Linked DNA regions of Gossypium hirsutum: region 1 is linked to region 2. A link is a contact called in public Hi-C data. All regions are on one chromosome and are shown on one strand. Each heading gives the region's core, a stretch centred on a gene start, on an enhancer-like site or on the middle of the called end of the contact. The rest is flanking DNA. Distances are from core to core; before and after follow the strand shown. Region 1 holds the start of LOC107959586 (G-type lectin S-receptor-like serine/threonine-protein kinase LECRK4). Region 2 has its middle 4.7 kb from the start of LOC121229652.

The links. Hi-C and Micro-C count contacts between places; a contact is called where the count stands out from the background.
Region 1: a contact with region 2 is called in a Hi-C map of leaf, with 2.7 times the contacts expected there. The contact joins the promoter of LOC107959586 here to the enhancer-like site in region 2. A contact is called at or near these places in 7 of 34 Hi-C or Micro-C datasets (hypocotyl and leaf).

What each region holds. Positions count from the first base shown.
Region 1 is chrA05:106,538,393-106,542,172 of Gossypium_hirsutum_v2.1, reverse strand. It overlaps LOC107959586 (G-type lectin S-receptor-like serine/threonine-protein kinase LECRK4), which reads left to right and starts at 1,916. Exons shown (of 1, transcript XM_016895671.2): 1 at 1,916-3,780. The coding sequence starts at 2,065.
Region 2 is chrA05:106,502,070-106,505,499 of Gossypium_hirsutum_v2.1, reverse strand. No RefSeq gene overlaps it. Among protein-coding and RNA genes, the nearest start is that of LOC121229652, 4.7 kb to the left of the region's middle. Within about 2 kb of position 1,414, at least 1 of the 9 cell types and tissues checked has an H3K27ac peak or open chromatin away from gene starts, as enhancers often do. A contact at or near this core is called in leaf, where this site is marked.

The sequences.
Region 1 (3,780 bases), core at 667-3,166, 36 kb before region 2:
CTGAAAGGTGATCTTCCATCTTTCCATACTGTTGGAGGTATCACAATTTCAAGGTATGGAAATCACAATATATTTTCCTTTTGTGTCGTTTTTGCTTATTTTCAACCTTAGCATGTCCTAAATTTATTATGATTTTTTCTTAGAAATGTTGACAGTCCCATAAAATTTTTTGTATTTATCAAAATATAAAAGGATATGTTATTAGAAACGGTGGTATTTGATAATACATTTTAGTTTAGGATTTAGGAATGAGATTTTGGTATATAAAAAATCCTAATGATTTTTCATAAAACTATTGATATTCCTTTAGAAATTTTGGTATATAACAAAATATCTAAAGATGTGCTTTTAGAAATTTTAATATTTCGGCTGATGGAGTCATAACTCGATTGACATGGATAATGTTATCAATACAAGAGGACGTATGTTCGAGTGTATTTAAGTACATTAACCTCTTATTTATGGTTAGAGAGAGACTATGGATAGTTCAAGCTCACCTTAAGAATATTAATAAAAATAAATATTATTAAATTATTTTTATATATTTTAATAGTATTATAATTTTGATATATTTTATTTAAATATTTCAATTAATTAACTAATTTAATTTTTTATTATATTAAATAAATAACTTAAAATAAAATTTAAATGTAAAAACTAAAAAATTAATTTTAAATGATTTCAATATAATATTAATAAAATTAAAATAATTAAAAACTAACTAGTAAAAGAAAGAAAATAACTTACATTACGATGATCCTAAAAACTAAGGTTTTTAAGCATCAATAAAATTTTGCTGCACCATCACAATGTAAAGAAGCTAAATTATTGTTATACTCTCATCTATAGAGAAATTATCTTATTAATCATTTCCACCACATTACTCATGATCCCTTTCAACAATTTTTTTCACTGTCACTAACACATAATTTTAGTAGTTTTTTTACTCTGAACCTTGAATTTAGAATTCTAAACCCCAAACTCAAACTTATAACTTTAAATCCTTAAACCCTAAACACAAACCCCAAATCCTTAAACATTAAATTCAAATCATAAACCTCAAATTTTTAAACTCTCAACCTAAACTTTGAACCTAAATTCAAAATCGAACCTCGAACTTTAAATTTTGAATCCAAACCCTAAATCTTGGGGTTCGAGATTTAAGATTCAATATAAAATAATTATCAAAATTATGTATCAATGACATGAAAAAATTAAACAATTTTTTTTAATTTGGTTGCATAAAAAAAAGAACTTATGAAAAAAAATTAAAATTTGTAAAAAAAGATGATTATTTATAATAAAAAAAATTAGTTACTTTAAATAATTTAATTAAATTTAAATTAAGTTGAAAAAGATATTATATATATGAACATATAATAATACTTTATTATCTTTAAAATTTAAAAACGTGATATTATTTTATTAATATTTAAAAATTATACTTTTTAGTATCATCTAAAAGAAAAAGAGAGAAGTAAGGAGGAAAATGTCGTGTTCGCAACTACATCATCCCTCCTATTGAAAAGGAAAAATTATTAGATGGAGCCTTGGAGTTTCCACCACCTAACGGATTGTAAAAAACTTAAATTTTACTGTCATTTTTATTTTTTTAATAGAAAAATAACAAATCATATTTTTCTCCTCACTTTTAACTTTTTCTTCTTAAAAAAATTAAATCTCACTAAAAATGCTAAAAGTCAAAGAAAAAAATCTAATTTATTATTTTTATATTGAAAAAAGATAAATATAACGTAGAATTGTACCATCCTTATGAAATTGGAAATCTTGATTTATACCTTTGAATGATATATATTAATTTAATTGATTAGACGTATAGTTTAAGTGGAGAGAAGGATTTATGCAATAATTTCTGCATTCAAGACGTGCGTTCACTCTTTCGATGAAGGTAATGTTACCTAGGTAAAAGAACGTAAGGAGTCAGGTTACCTGTCTTTTTCCGCGCAAACCCTGATTCCAGACCTCGGCCATTTTAATTTGGGTACTTGTAAAATAATTTCTTCATCAGTTCCAAAAGTAGAAGACAGAAATACAATAATTTCTATGGCAGCCGTGTGGTCTCTTCTCATCCTCCTTTCTTCATTCTTTGTGGCTAGAGGAGTTGAAGACAAGCATTCAAGCGGCACCATTGGGCTGGGATATTCGCTTTCCCCCTTAACTCCACCCACCTCATTGGCTTCGCCTTCTGGTCGTTTCGCATTTGGTTTTTACAGTCAAGACAATGGCTTTTCAATTGGAGTTTGGCTGGAGGGCAATAGAAAGACAGATAACAAAGTTGTATGGACAGCAAACCGTGATGACCCGCCGCTCCATGCAACTGCTACTCTGACACTAAACGAGAAAGGTTTGCTTCTTTCGAGCCGTGTGAGCGGAGAAAATAAAGTTATTGCTTATCCAAATGACTCGGCTGTCAGTGTCTTCTCTGCCTCCATGCTAGATTCAGGCAATTTTGTGCTCTACAACAAAGTCAATCATACCATTTGGGAGAGTTTCGAGCATCCTACAGATACCCTTTTAGGTGGTCAGGCTCTATTACCTAGTCACGAGTTGATCTCCAGTTCTTCAGAAAATGATCACTCGTCCGGAAGGTTTCATCTAAGTATGCAACTAGATGGGAATCTCGTTCTATACCCTCTAGACGTCGATGATGATCCTACAACTGCCTATTGGGCCACAGCTATTGATGGTGTGAATCGTTCACTCCGATTATTTCTTAACTCGACAGGCTTCCTACAACTTATCAACAACACTGATTCCTCCATCTACCTAGAAATTAATTCTAAATTTTATCCAGAGGTGAGCTACAATGACCACAACGAGAACACCACCACCACCAGCAGCAACGACAGTATCGTTCACAGTGCAAGCCTTGATGTTGATGGAAATTTCCAGTTATATACTCATCAATTTGAGCCAAGTGGTGGATTTCGAATTTCCCGAGTGTTGCGTGCGTTGGAGGATTCCTGTAAAGTTAAAGGCTTTTGTGGTACCAATAGCTATTGCACGTTTAATGATGACAGAGCTTACTGTGCATGCCTTCCCGGCACTGATTTTATCGATCCTCAGCGCAATACCCTCGGCTGCAAGAGAAATTATAGTGAAGCACATTGTAAAGGAGGGAAGGACAATATACCCCTTTATAACATCACTCCATTGCAAAATATAGTATGGACTACAGGTATATTTTACAGTGAAGAGCTAATGTCCATGAGTGCCTGCAGCCAAACATGCTTGGAAGACTGTAGTTGTGAGGCAGCACAGTTTAGCGATGGAGTTTGCAGGAAACAAAAGCTTCCACTATGGCATTTGCTACGACAACATGGTGCTAATGACGAGAGTTCCACTTCCACAGCTTTCTTGAAGATGGGAATCAGAAGCCTAGAAGCAGATGACGGGGCTGTTCTTGATGAATTAAAGCCCCATATCGAACGGAAAGATCCGACGCTGAAAATTCTTCTTTTAACTTTCAGTCTTGTCGCATGTTCATGTGCTTTGCTTGCAATCTCTGGTGTATTCATTTTTAAATTTCGAGTTCTAAGATACAAAAGGCTGTTGGAAATTGGAAATTTGGGCCTAACCGGAGAGCTTACGTTGGCATCGTTTTCATACAATGTACTCAAGAGAGCAACGAATGGTTTTAAAGAAGAGTTGGGTAAGGGATCCTTTGGAGCAGTCTACAAAGGGTCCTTAAACAGAGGAAGAAATTTGATTGCAGTAAAGCGATTGGAGAAGTTAGTGGAAGAAGGAGAAAGAGAGTTC
Region 2 (3,430 bases), core at 165-2,664:
GGCTAAAGGTGGCGCACGCTCTGATATACAGGCTTGCTGATGCTGTCGTTTCTATTATTTTGCTTTTCTCCTTTGTTTCCCCTCCTGCATATAGATTTTCAGTAGAATGAAGCTTGAGTTTCTAATACAAATGTGTTTAATACGGATATATTTTCCTGTTTTAGAAGGCTTTTTTTTTAAGTTATATTTGAAGTATCATAACCTGATATATTTGGAAGATTATAATTATATAGGTATAGTGATTTATTTGACCCTCTAATATTATAATAATAATAAAAGATATTTTAGCTTTCTATTTAATTTTTCATCTTTTTTAACTTTTTAATTTAAGTTTTAATGTTTATTAATTTTATTGTTGTAATATACACATAGTTTGCCACATAGATGACATGTCATCATTTAATTAATTTTTTAAATTTTAAAAATTCATAAAAATTATAAATTATTTTTAAAATTATAAAAATTTAACTAAATGTTGACATCATGGACGAATCTAGGGGAGTTGGTAGGGACTTGGTCTCCCTTAAAATGGAAATTTTTTCATTTAAATCTTTCAAAACTTTTAAATTTTTAAATTAGTAAAAGTAAAATTGTACTTTGGTCCTCCCTAAAAATGATAATTTTTTTATTTAATCTTTTAAAAATTATAAAAATATAAGTTATTCAAATGGTGCAATTGTATTTTTACTATAGTAAAAATTATAATTTAATTTCGACTCTTTAAAAAATATTTTTGGCTTCACCTTTGGTTGACATGTCATCCATGTGGCAATTCATATGTGTCATATTAGTAAAGTTAATAAATATTAATTTTACATTCATTTTGAAGGGATTAAAAGAGATGAAAAATTAAAATAATATTTTTTTATAAATTTGAAGCGATAAAAAAAATCATTATACATTAAATGAAGCCCTTGTCTGAATGCATGTTGCATTGATCCCATTCCTTTGTCAATTAATTTGCCATTTTCAAATCTCTTGATATCCTTTATAAATGTTATTAAGTTCCAAATGAAAATATATATATTTTTACTATCTAATATCTGAGCCAAAGAAAAAAGATTGTATGATACAGTGATTCCACGTCATCCTTATCCCTTTTCAATAAAAGAATGACAAATCAGATTTTTTCTTTTAATTTTCAACTTTTTCCTCCTAAAAATATTCAAATCTAACTAAAAGTACTAAAAGTCGAAAGAAAAAAAGTCAATTTCTATTTTCCTATTAGAAAGTGATAAGAATTAGGGAAAATTATAATTTCGTGCAATCCCTCCTCTTGGGCCAAAATATTAACATTATCTTTGAAAATTCCCGCCGTAAGGTTTCTCCTTTTTGCATGAGATAATGCCTCATGGGCCACAAATAATGTCTCTTGTTGCATGTCTTCGAGCTACACTGTTTTACCGAATGAGAACAGTCGCTCTTGATGCTATTCTTTGCTCCAGCTCGGCCTCAATTCTTTCCAAATGGGTAAGACTACTCTCACAATCCGCAAGTCCCAAAGGAAATAATGATCACATATTTCTTTTTGCCTTATTTCATGTAAATTACCAACGTCACTATTGAAATGTGTAGGTGGACTTGACCAAGACTTTTCTTCGCAAGTGGAGTGCAAGGCCAAATGTGTTAGGTTTCTTTCTATTTCATCGGAATGGTTTCTTCTTTGGTAAATTAATATTTGGGTCAACTAATTTTTAAAAGGTAAATAATTGTAATAATGTTAATGAAATCTCGTATTTTGGTTACTCGTTCATTAATTTTTATTAATCCCTCAATAAAATGATGTCATGACATGTTAACTCTCAACAACAATTCTATAAATAATACAAAAAAATATCAAAAATTTATTTATAAATCTTCAAAATCATAATTTATTTTTTAAAATTATAAAAACTAATTTTTTGAAATCATAAATTCCTTAAGAGAAGAACTGACAGTGTTGTACCATACGAATAAGCCTATATTTTCTCTCAATGATCACCGTTGGTTCTCTTTAGAAGACATTAAAATGATATATTGTCAAGGACAACATAGTTGTTGCCATCCATTTATCTATTATCTACCGTAAACTTATCATACTCTTGGTGGTTAAAAGATGAAATTTTAAAAGTTCTAAAAGTATTTGGAAGTTTTTTTAAAATATAAAATTATTAAAAAAAATGCACATTTAACTTAGCTAACAAGATATTTACATTCATTTGAATTTATACATGTATTTATCCAAGTTCATTATACCCGTGAAATAAAAAATATCATTTTTTATATGATTAGTATTTTAAAATTATAAAAAATAAAATTACTAAAATGCACATTTAGAATGAATGGAGATAAATGGACGTCGAAATTCATTTATATCTAGACATTCATTTGTCTAGATTCATTACTGAAATGTTGATAAACAATATTGAATGGTGAATAAGTGTTAGGTGAAGCAATAAGATACATTACACTTTTTAAAAGAGATGCAAATTTAAATTTGAAAGACAACAATGTTAAAAGGGAAGAGTCACGAGTTCCAAATATAAACCATAAAACAAAATTTGATTTGGTTACAAAATTGTACAAATTTATGTATTTAATTTTTAATTATAATTTGAAATACTTAAGTATTCATAATAAAGAATTTTATGAGTCTTAGATCTATCAATACAAAAACAAATAATTATTTGGTGCATTGATAAAAAAATAAATAAACCATACAATTAGTTATTCAACTTTCATAAGTTTTCATTTTAGGTATAAAAAATAAAACTTTTCATTTTAAGCATTATTGTTAAAAATTATTTTCAATTTACTACGGTTAAAAATCATTTTTATTTTGATCACCCGTATTAATTCAATGTTATTATATCTCGTTTTAGTCACTCAGCTTTCATAATTTTTTATTTTGGTCACTTATTTTATCTTTTTAATCTTTTTAGAATTAATTTTAATTTTCAATAAAAGAGAAAAACACATTAGTTTATAGTGTAATTTCGGGATCACAAATTCGAGTCCTGAAGAAAATTTATTTTAATATTATTTCATGGTCTGCATTATGATAGAAATGTTGTATGAAAATTTCGTAAAGAAATTTTTTCCGATTGCATGATTAATTTGATGAAAATGATCAAATTGCATAGAATGCAAAAGTTGAATTCTAGTAGCTAAAGGGTTCAAATAGCTTTGGAATTCAAAATTGGAGGTCCTTATATGGGAAATAGACCATTTAGTGGAGTTAGTAGATAAGTATGATTATTCATCATTGGAAATTTAAGAAAAGAAAAGGGTTAAATTGGAAAGATGATAAAATAAAGATGGTAAATTAATTAAACACTAAAATATCATCATTTTTCATCATCTTTCCCAAATAAAAAGATGGAAACCTAAGCTCATGCCAACTTATTTTGCTTAATTAGGTAAACATTCTTGTCCTGTTTTTAATAATTTT